Linked DNA regions of Sus scrofa: regions 2 and 3 are each linked to region 1. A link is a contact called in public HiChIP or PLAC-seq data. All regions are on one chromosome and are shown on one strand. The core of a region is the stretch at or near the end of the contact, and the rest is flanking DNA. Distances in the headings are between cores, read along the strand shown. Region 1 holds the start of HSPB6 (heat shock protein beta-6). Region 2 holds the start of CAPNS1 (calpain small subunit 1). Region 3 holds the start of USF2 (upstream stimulatory factor 2).

Evidence for each region. HiChIP or PLAC-seq counts read pairs in DNA pulled down with a chosen protein or histone mark.
Region 2: a contact with region 1 is called in an H3K27ac HiChIP or PLAC-seq map of alveolar macrophages. The contact joins the promoter of CAPNS1 here to the promoter of HSPB6 in region 1. A contact is called at or near these places in 4 of 47 Hi-C or Micro-C datasets (heart right ventricle, liver and skeletal muscle) and 1 of 2 datasets of contacts at active chromatin or transcription factors (alveolar macrophages).
Region 3: a contact with region 1 is called in an H3K27ac HiChIP or PLAC-seq map of alveolar macrophages. The contact joins the promoter of USF2 here to the promoter of HSPB6 in region 1. A contact is called at or near these places in 1 of 47 Hi-C or Micro-C datasets (heart right ventricle) and 1 of 2 datasets of contacts at active chromatin or transcription factors (alveolar macrophages).

Annotation. Positions count from the first base shown.
Region 1 is chr6:45,182,147-45,185,299 of Sscrofa11.1, reverse strand. It overlaps HSPB6 (heat shock protein beta-6), which reads left to right and starts at 1,289. Exons shown (of 3, transcript XM_003127059.4): 1 at 1,289-1,531; 2 at 2,524-2,646; 3 at 2,756-3,153. The coding sequence starts at 1,334. The coding sequence ends at 2,926. PROSER3 (proline and serine-rich protein 3) reads right to left here and starts at 535. Exons shown (of 12, transcript XM_021097124.1): 1 at 126-535. The coding sequence starts at 136.
Region 2 is chr6:45,509,428-45,512,874 of Sscrofa11.1, reverse strand. It overlaps CAPNS1 (calpain small subunit 1), which reads right to left and starts at 1,465. Exons shown (of 11, transcript NM_214318.2): 1 at 1,417-1,465; 2 at 350-570. The coding sequence starts at 552.
Region 3 is chr6:44,772,949-44,776,457 of Sscrofa11.1, reverse strand. USF2 (upstream stimulatory factor 2) reads right to left here and starts at 2,041. Exons shown (of 10, transcript XM_003127041.5): 1 at 1,835-2,041; 2 at 1,521-1,567; 3 at 1,292-1,410; 4 at 956-1,156; 5 at 383-533; 6 at 173-260. The coding sequence starts at 1,896. It overlaps LSR (lipolysis-stimulated lipoprotein receptor), which reads right to left. Exons shown (of 11, transcript XM_021097147.1): 10 at 3,305-3,509; 11 at 3,080-3,210. The coding sequence ends at 3,175.

The sequences.
Region 1 (3,153 bases), core at 40-2,539:
TGTAGTTCCAGTGCAGTGGAGAACCAGAGACGCCGGACTCTGGCAAATCTGATCCTAGGCTGTTTTGCTCTCACCCTTGGTCCTCCCCAGGCTTCCTGTGATCCCCAAAGAGGGGTCGGCCTCACCTGCGGTCCATCCCTCAGCTACCCCGGCGATTCTGCCCGCTTGGCTGGGTCACCGGACACATTGCGAGCGCATCTTTGTCGCTTAGCAATGCCCTGTCAGCCCCGCGAGAGCCGCCTCCAAGGCGACCAATGATAGACAGGAAAATAAAAGTAATTGGACCGTGGCCAAAGAAGGTGCTTCACAATTGGCTGTAACGTGAATGAGAGAGCACGTGTGATTGGAGAATCGTAGCAAGCTGCAGCAACTGGCAAGCCCTTGGACCAATTAAAAGGATCTGAAGCTGGGTTCGTGGTTAGGAAGGTTTTCAAAGTACTCTTGCTTTCCTGCAGCCTTGTATTCTAGCCACTCCCCATCTTGCTGCATAAATCTTATCCAGATTCCAGTCTAACTACGGCTTTTCCCGCTGCAGGGGCCATCGGGGAGTTTAGCCCCTCTCCAACCACCATCCCTCCATCAGTCCAGCCAGCTTACCAGTCCCGCCCGGTCATCTAACCACTTCCGTCTTGCTCCAAGAGCAGCTGGTTGCGCCAAGTGCCAGGTCTGGGCTCCTGGCCGAGGTGGCGGGATCAAAATGAGCTATTTCAGGCCCCGGCGCGCGGCCCCCGGGGGGCCATCGTGGACTGTTCTTGCCCGCGCCCCCTGGCTGCTGCTCACCTGGCAGACCCCGCTGCCCTGCGCACCCGAGGCTGAGTCAGAGGCACAGAATTAGGCCCGGCTTGCCGGGGGGTTGGGCTCAGAGCCCTGCTGAGATGGGAATAGGGTCTGTTCTGTGTTCTCCTGACAGCCTGGCCTGGTTACCGCATTCCCTGTACCCAAGAATCTGCTCCTAAAACCTCCATCTGCGTCATCCCCAGAGCGCCTTCGGGGCGGGGGTGGATTAAAGAGACTGGGAATTCTTGGTGGGCTTCTCAGGCTGTGGGTCCCAAACGCCACGCTGTGCTCCTCATCCTGGCCAGGGCTCCGTCTCCTCAGCCTTAGTTTTCCCTTCTGAAAATTGGGGAATGATACCTCCGTGGCATCCAGCAGGCGCTTAATAAATGGCCAAGTCATTGTTGGGCTTTCTAAATAAGGCTCTATTAATGGCCGGCTCTGGCCGCGGTCCCAATGTCCTCGGGCGGCCCGCCGAGGGGCGGACACAGGGCGTAATATAAAGCGGCGCCGGCGCTCGCTGGGGCACTGCAGAGCCTAGGGGCGGCGGCGGAGGAGGATGGAGATCCCGGTGCCTGTGCAGCCGTCTTGGCTGCGCCGCGCCTCGGCCCCGTTGCCCGGGCTTTCGGCTCCCGGGCGCCTCTTCGACCAGCGCTTCGGCGAGGGGCTGCTGGAGGCCGAGCTGGCTGCGCTCTGCCCCGCGACGCTGGCCCCCTACTACCTGCGCGCACCCAGCGTGGCGCTGCCTACCGCCCAGGTGCCAGGCCTGGGGGAGGGGCGGTAAACCGACCAGTTCCAAGGCTGGGGTCCCCTGTCACCCTGAGGGGGGTGAAGGCCTGTCCCCAGACTTTGAGCAGGGTGGAGAGTCCGACCATTCAGAGGGGCTTCTGGAGTATGGATTCTCAGAGGTCGGATTACTGAAAGGGGTGGGAGGTCTGCGTCAGTCTGAGGAAGGTCTCGGCTCCGAGAGGAGTGGAAGGGCTGGGTCACTAATAGGGTGGGGCCGTCTCGCTGAGGGGAGTTCTGGTGACGCCGAAGGATGCTGCTGACCCAGGCAATCTGGGAAAAAAGGGGGAGCCCAGTTATTCCGAAGAGCGTGGGGCTCCCAGGGACTCCCGAGGGAAGGGAATGTGTTGTTATTCTCGGGGAAAAGAATCTTCAAACTGTGTGGTGACTGTGTAGGTCTCCTGGAGAAGCAGAGGGTAGGGAAGGTCCAGTGACTTGAGAAAGAGGGGTCTGGCCACTCAGAAGTGGGGGAGGAGTACTAGTAATTGCTGAGGGCTCAAGCAATCCCGTGACTCGAGTGGGAGGGTAGAAAGAGAACACTGGTGACTGGGGGAGGAGGCATCTTGGCGATTTCTGGGGGCGGGTGGGGCAGTAAGGGCCCCAGGGGCTCTGGGTAAGGGGGCTGAGGAGTCAGTGTCCAGAAGGACACGCCGACTACGGGGTTGTTGACACTAAGGGAGAGGGCGGGCCTCACCCCGTGAGGGCGGAGGTGCCTGATCTTGCGGGGGAAGGGGGCCTCATCCCTCTGGGTGAGAGGGAAGCCCAGCTACTACAAGGGGAAGGATGATTCCAGTTACTCTGGATGAAGAGGTCTTCGGTGGCTACCGCCTAGGAAAGGGGACCCCGCAGTTCCGGAGGCCAGAATCAGCTGCAGCACCAGAACAGAGTCAGAAGCCAGGGGGGCGGGGCCTTGCGGGGTCCCGAGAGCCCCGCCCCTCTCGATGACAATGGGGCTGTGCGCAGGTGCCAACCGATCCCGGGCATTTCTCGGTGCTGCTGGATGTGAAGCACTTCTCGCCGGAGGAAATCGCCGTCAAGGTGGTTGGCGAACATGTGGAGGTGCATGCGCGCCACGAGGAGCGCCCGGTGAGCCCGCTGGCGGGGGCGGGATCAGAACGTGCAGGCGGGAATCATAGGCCGAAGGGGCGGGGCATCTACAGGGAAGGGGCGGAGCCTCTCAAGCTTCTCTCTCCAGGATGAGCACGGATACATCGCGCGCGAGTTCCACCGCCGCTACCGCTTGCCGCCTGGTGTCGACCCGGCGGCCGTGACGTCCGCTCTGTCCCCTGAAGGCGTCCTGTCCATCCAGGCAGCACCTGCGCCGGCCCAAGGTCCATTGCCGTCGCCACCGGCTGCTGCCAAGTAGGGGTCAGAGAACCCTGGGAGCCGCCTCAGGCCCCGCCTTTTAAAGCCGACCTGACTCCGCCCAGCCAGATGTCCCCCGGCGCGCGCCAAGACTATCCGCCCACCCCACCTGGGATCTGCCTTGACCCTTCCAACCTAGACTCAGTCCTGATAACCCAGGCCTTTACACTGACACTCCGGGCTCCTACACCCTCTCCAGCTTACAAACCTCCAGACACTTCTCTAGTT
Region 2 (3,447 bases), core at 216-2,715, 330 kb before region 1:
CGAGGGCTATGCCGCGCCCCTAGGTAAGCTTTGCCCCAGTGAAGTGACACCCGGCTTCAGTAGCTCCGCCCCCTTAACGTTAGTCTCCAGGTTAGCGGAAGGAGGCTGCACCTGGCCATTAAGCCCCACCTGGCCCATCAAATTGTGTCTCCCACCACAGTCAAAACTACTCCCATATCAAGTCCCGCTCCCTGAACTCAATACAGTCGGCCTCCTCAAGGCCGGTCTGCTGGCCCAGACCAGCCCCAGCCTAATTAATGTTCCGGGTCCGGGTCTAAGTTACCCCATTCTATTCTTGCGGGACCAGCCTCCTCCTCCAGGCCCCGCCCCTCTGCAGGCCCCGCCTTACCTGATGGCGCTAATAACCCCGCCCAGGATGCGCATGGCAGTTCCGCCACCACCGCCGCCGCCTCCTCCGCCACCGCCGCCGCCACCGCCGCCTCCGGCCCCGCTGATCAGGCCTCCGAGCACATTCCCTAGGCCCCCGCCCAAGCCCCCGCCTCCCCCGCCGCCGCCGCCGCCACCCTTCAGGAACGAGTTAACCAGGAACATGGCTGTGACTCAAGATTCCTGAGGGGGAGAAAAAAGGAGTCAAGTTGCTGTCCCGTCCCTAAGCCCGCCCCTTCCCCCCCAAATACACGCATTTCTGGCTGCTGGACTGGGGGAAGTAATAAGAAGCCTCTGACTGGGGCTCGAGGGTTCATTCAGGATAGGGCCTGGGCTTCTGGGGGAGGGTGTCTCGGATGGGTGGCATAAAGTCGGATTATCTGGTTTGAAACCTCTTCCCGGTCCAAAGAGTCCATATCTGGCTCGAAGGACCCTGGACTGAGTATACGCATAGGCATCATTAAGCACCAGACACCAGCCAAGTCAAGTGGGGTTCTCGAGATGGGGGCCCCAAGCAGGCGCTCTAATCTGGGATTCAGAGCCCCAAAACTGATGTAGAGGTCTGGGGCGGATCAGGGCGTGGATCAGAAATTCTCTGCCTGGAGGCCCCAGGGCCAGGATTTAGGGAAGCCAGAATGTAAGCTTGCGGGTTTAGGTACAAACAGCAGCGAGATAACAGTGTCATTGCTGGGTCTGTGGGTTCGGGTCTAAGACTGTGGGTGTGAGCCCCGGGGTCCGAGATAACGGAGTCCCCATTAGAACTGAGATCGGATCTAGGATCGCGATTCTGGAGGCCGCACCCAGAGCTGAATTTACCGGCTACCTCTCAAATCCATGCTCCTACTTCAGAACCTGAGAGGGAGGGTGGAAGAGTCTCCGGGGCGGGATAACTGGGGCCAGACAGATCTAGGGGTTTGAACATGGGTCTAGGGGACTCCTGAGACCAAAATTGTAGGATCTCTATGGTTTTGGAGGCCGCCAGGGCCGGGCTTAGGGAGACCAGGGGGGAAGTCCGGACTGGGCGCTCACCGCCTCGTTCACGCGTCCGCGGGTCCGCTTCTCTGTGCAGCTCCTGGGCCTCCGGCTGCGTCCGGCTCCGCAGGGCGGGGCGGGTGACTCAGGCGGCCCGGGCAGGGTTAGGCTATGCAGGGCGGCCCGGACGGATTCCGCGCGGTCCTAGAGCCGGTATTAAAACTGCGCAGGCGCCTGCTGGCCCCGCCCAGTGTAACAGGGTGCGGCTGCTGAGAATTCGCTGTGCGTTTCCTGAGCCGCAGTTCTGACGCCGCCCGGAGTTCATAGACTGGAAATCTTTCTCTACGCCTTTCGGTCCCCAATGCAGGCACTCGGGGACCAGGACTCCGAGGTGACCCGAACAGTCGCCAAGCCTAAATGTTGTAGTGTGAATTGTCGTCCCAAAGCCAAGCCTCCAGATGTTTTTGGTCTGCTCGGATAGGGATTCTTGGGACTCTTGGCACTTGTACCCTATCCTAGCCTTGTCGCGACAGACAGCGTCTGGAGACCCCGGATTTTGTTTTGCTCACAGTCTGAGGACAAGCGCCCTCATCTGTGTGGGGGGACCCTGCAGGCACAGCCCTGATGGCAGCCCAGTTACTCCCAGGAATGGGACTTCTTTGTTCCTCCACCTGCACCCCTTTACCCCCTGGGTCAGGGTCACCAGAATCATTTTACTTGGATGGACCAAAAAAAATCATTTTACCTGGTCTCAGTCTTCCAGTCTCTAAAGAGGGTCCAGACACTGGAAGAGGCTGGGGGCCACAGCCTGGTTTCTGAAGCTTGATGTTCCCAAGGTCAGGTGGTGGGCAGGGTGGGGAATGCAACTGAAAGGAAAAATGGCAACTGAAGCAACCCTTGGAGCCCTTTTGCTTGCTCTCTAGTTGCAACCTTCAACCTGTGAGCGCCCAGTACTCTTTCAAGGCTCCTTCAGGCACACTGGCTGGCTGTCCAGCCCTTAGCCTCTTCCTGGGAAGCTGGTTCAGCTGGAGTTTGAATCCTGACTTTGCCTCTTAATAATTTGGGGTCCCATAACAGTGATTTAAACAATGATTTTCTAATCTGTAAAATGCCAACAAGGGTTTCCATGTCCCCACTTCTAGGCCTCTACGAGAATTTTGTGGTAAATGTTTAGTAAACAGTAGCTGTTGGAGTTCCTCTTGTGGCTCAGTGGGTTAAGAACTCAACTAGCATCCATGAGGATGCGGGTTAGATCCCTGGCCTTGCTCAGTGGGTTAAGGATCTGGTGTTGCTGCAAGCTGTGGCATAGGTCATGGATGTGGCTCAGATCTGGGGTTGCTGTGGCCGTGGCGTAGGCCCGGAAACTTTCATATGCCATGGGCGCAGCCCTAAAAAGACAAAAAAAAAAAAAAAAAAGAAGAAGAAGAAGAAGCTGTTAGCCTCTGTGTCTGTACCTGTGGTGTTCCCTCCTCCTGGAGGCCACCTGGGTCATCTCTTGTTCATCCTTAGATAATACTGATAAAAAAAATAACTGGGGAGTTCTTTTGTATGCATCAGATTGTCATCACAGCGGCCTGGGTCACTGCTGTGGTGTGGGTCCCATCCCTGACTCTGGAATTTCCACATGCTGCCAGCACGGCCAAAAAACAAAAACAAAACAAAGCAAAAAACTAACTGCCAAGCACCCTACTAAGTACCTTACATATATCGGCTCACATGTCCTCGTACCAGTCCTATGGGACGGATGCTATATGTTATCTCCATTTTACAAATAAGTAAACTGACTCTGGGTAAATTCCCTAGCCTGTACTCTTAAGCACTAACCTAATGCATTCTCTCTTCCGTAATACAATGAATATTAACAAGATCGCAACAGACAGGAGTTCCTGTCATGGCTCAGTGTTTAACGGATACTTCATGACTAGTATCCATGAAGACTCTGGTTCGATCCCTGGTCTTGCTCAGTAGGTTAAGGATCTGGCGTTGCCATGAACTGTGGTGTGGGTTGCAGACACGACTCTGATCCAGTGTTGCTGGTGGCTGTGGGTGTAGGCTGGCAGCGACAGCTCCAATTTGACCCCTAGCCTG
Region 3 (3,509 bases), core at 792-3,291, 410 kb after region 1:
TAAACAAGGAGAGTAAGGAAAAGGGAAGCAGAAATTGATCCAAAAATACACCAACTGCCTGCTGAGTTCTCAGCTGCCTGACTCCCATTCCAGAAAACCTTTTCTTCCTTGGACCCCCACAAGAGGCCCTCCCAGTGTCCCCTGCTCCTGGGACCAGGTCTCCAGCACATACGGGGAGTAGGGGTGTGTCCGGGGTGCAATTGTCCTCTGCGTTCCTGTCTGAAGCACGTCCTGGGGCGTCATCATGACATAGAACTGGCCTGCAGGGAAAGCGGGGTTAGTGCTAAAACTGGGGGTAGAGTCAGAACTGGTGGGGGGGCTTCCCTCCCTGCTAGGCCTACTGCCTCCCCTGCCTTCCGCCCTGGCCCCTTTCCTCCTTTACCTCCGGCCTGCAAGCTCTGGTCTGTGGTCTGTACGGACACAGCCGTGGTATCTCCCACACTGGACGCTGGGAAATAGGCAAATCGTGCCTCCCCACTGACAGCCTCAGCTGCCGGGCTGCCACCATTGCTGAAGGGATTTTGGATTACAGCCTAGGGAGCAGGAGGACACAGAGGCCACCCTTAGCCATCTTTGTTCCCCAAGCCATCCCCTGGTTGCCATGTTTGATGTTTACTGCATTCCCTACGGAGAGTGGGGAAGCCCTCTGTGTGTGCCGCTCTGCCCTGCCTCTCATAGCCCTGGAACTTGGCAGGTACTCAGCAATCACTCGGAGAACTGACCCACTTTTAACTCTCAGAGACTTCTCTGTTGCCATAGTCCCCAGTTTACAAAAAAAAAAGGAAAGATGCTCCAAAGGTCTTCCCCAAGGTTTCATGGGCACATCAGGGATTTGACCTGAGGCCCTGAAGGCAGCATCTTGGTCCCACTTGCCCCTCCCGCGGGATTCCCCAAGAAAAGACTGCACGTCCCTTCTCCATCCTCACCCCCCCCCCAGAGGTTGCTGGGCACCTACCAGTGGGAAGGGCGCTGCGGGACCTGGGGGCACAGAGGCAGCAGCGGGGCCGGGGCGCTGGGTGGCCCCCTCCACACCCACCTGGGTCACAGCCTGCTGCCCCCCCGCGAAGGCAGCCGTAGACACGACGCTGACGGCGCCTGCTGTGTCGCCCTGGCCGTCCAGCTGACCATCAGTCACCTGGACTACGCGGTATGTCACCTGCAGGGGGCGGCAGAGCAGCGAGACCCGCGCTGGGGCCCGGGCAGGGGCCAGGTTCGAGCCCCTCCCAGCCCGCCCGCTCGACCCCGGGCTGAGCCCTCCTTTTGCCGCCGGGCTCCGGGCCCGCAGCCTCACCTGTCCTCCATTATTCTCTGTGCGGAACTGGTACTGGATGTTGTGGTCGCCGAACGCCGCCTGCTGGACGCTAGCGATGGCCACCGCCGTCTGCTCCTCCGCCCCAGGGCCGTCCCCGCCTGCGGTCGGAGGAGGGTAGGGGGGATGGTCAGCGGTGGTGCGGGCCTGAGCGCCCCCAGTGCCCTCCCGGGCGCAGGCCGAGACCCCGGTGGGCCCCGCGAGCACTCACCTTCCTGCAGCTCGACGCCCTCCTCTGCCTCGGGTCCCTTGTCGTGACTGCGGGGAGGACGGGAAGAGGGGGTCAGGGCCGCCAGCGCCCCCGCCCCTCTGCCCAGGTGCAGGGCCCCCATGCCGCCTGACACAGTCTGGGGCAGGGGCACCTCCAGGACCGGGGGCCAGGGGTGTTCGCGCAAGTCCCCCCTCCCTCGCGGCCTCCATTTTGAGCTGGGCTCGGCGGCCGCTCGGGATCATGGCGGCCCGGCCGCCAGGCCGAAGGGCCGGGGCCAGGGCGCGCGGGGGCACGGACCGGCCGGGCGCCCTTACCTGGCGGCTGCAGCAGCGGTGGCCGAGGCAGCGGGATCCAGACCCGGGTCCAGCATGTCCATGGGGGGGTGGGGGCGGGGGGGGCGCCGGGCCCGGGGGGAGGGAGGGGAGGGGAGGGAGGGAGGGGAGGGGGCGGGCGGCCGGGGGGCCCCGAGCCCGGCGCTCACGCCGCGCGGCAGGAGGGGACGGAGGAGACACGGGAGCCGCTCGCGCTGATCACGGGGACAAACAGTGGGGTCATGTGAGGAGGAGATGCCGCCGCCGCCGCCGCCGCCGCTGCTCCTGCAGCCGCCGCCGCCGCCGCCTCCGCCCGCTCGCCCGCCGGCCGGCTCCCGGCGGCTCTAGGCTCCGGGACGCAGCGCAGCCGCCCCCCGCCCGGTGCACGCGGCCCTCGGGCCTCCTTCCCTGAGCAGCCGTCGCCGCCGCGACTTTTTTTTAACCCGGCCCGCCCTAGATGGCCGCCGCCTCTCCCTTGGATCGCCGGCTCGCGCGTCCGCCGCCCGGCCTGGCCCAGTCCGGCGGCGGATCGCTGCTGCAGCCGCCGCTGCTTTCTATTTTTTCCCCCTTTTTTTTCCTCCTTTACTTGAGCTGCGCGCGCGCGGCGGCGGCGGCGGCGCGAGCCCGGGGCCGACGCGCGCGGGGGGGGGGGCAGCCCCCGGGGAGCGCGCGCGCTGTCTGTCTGGGACGGCGGGCGGGCGCGCGGGCCGGGTACCGGTGGGGCGAGAGGTTGCCGCCACAGCCTCAGTGTCTGCCCGGTACTCGCCGGCCGCCCGCCGGTGTGGAACGCGGGCCCAGATGGAACGCCAGGGGACCTGAAGGAGGGGTTCTGGTCGCCGGGGACGATGCAGGCGGCGGGGCTTGGAAACAGAAAAGTAGGTCGGGGGGGAGGGGTGAATGGGGGTGGAAGGGGACAGGAGCGCGCACGCGCGCCCCCGGCGGCCGGGCTGAAGTGCGCGAAGGTGGGGTCCCGGGGCGCATGCGCATGTCTGGGCGGGGCCGGGGCGCGCACGCAGGGCGGGGCGGGGCCAGCGTGGGGCACGTATTCCTGGCCGCGGAAAGGGAGAAGGCAGAAGGCAGAGCGGGTCCTTTCCTCCTGGCTCACAACGCAAGTCCCATGAGAGAACTGGACCTGCGGCCTTTTGCGGACACACACACACCCACACCCCCCCACACACACACACACAGTAGCTTTTTGGGCTCCCAACCTCGCGCAGCAAAACAAACACTTCCTTCCAGACTTAGGACTTATGATCACAAGTTTTATTAGTCTTAGGCGAGGAAGATGATCCATGGTCCCTCAAATTAAAAAAAGTACAAAAGCTACATACAAAACGTTGAGATCAGACAACTAAACTTTCCCGACTCAGGGCCAAGTTCTGCAAGGGAGAAAGGAAAAAAGTGAGTGTGAGCTGGGAAGACTGGAGAAGAGGATCCAGTTGGGTCTTAGAGCCAGGAAGGGCTGTCACTCACCTTCTTAAGCCTCCGCTCCCTTGAGGCCTGGGAGTCAGTCTCAGAGTAAGGGGGAGGCGCTGGAGGGAAGCAGGCCTCCTCTTCTTCCTCTTCATCCCTGTAAGGTCTCCTTCTCTCCACAGGCCCCTTTCTCCTCAAGGCCTCTTCCAGTAGCCGCCCATCGTATTCGGGGTCCCTGGACCTGGAACCATCATCCCGAGGATCT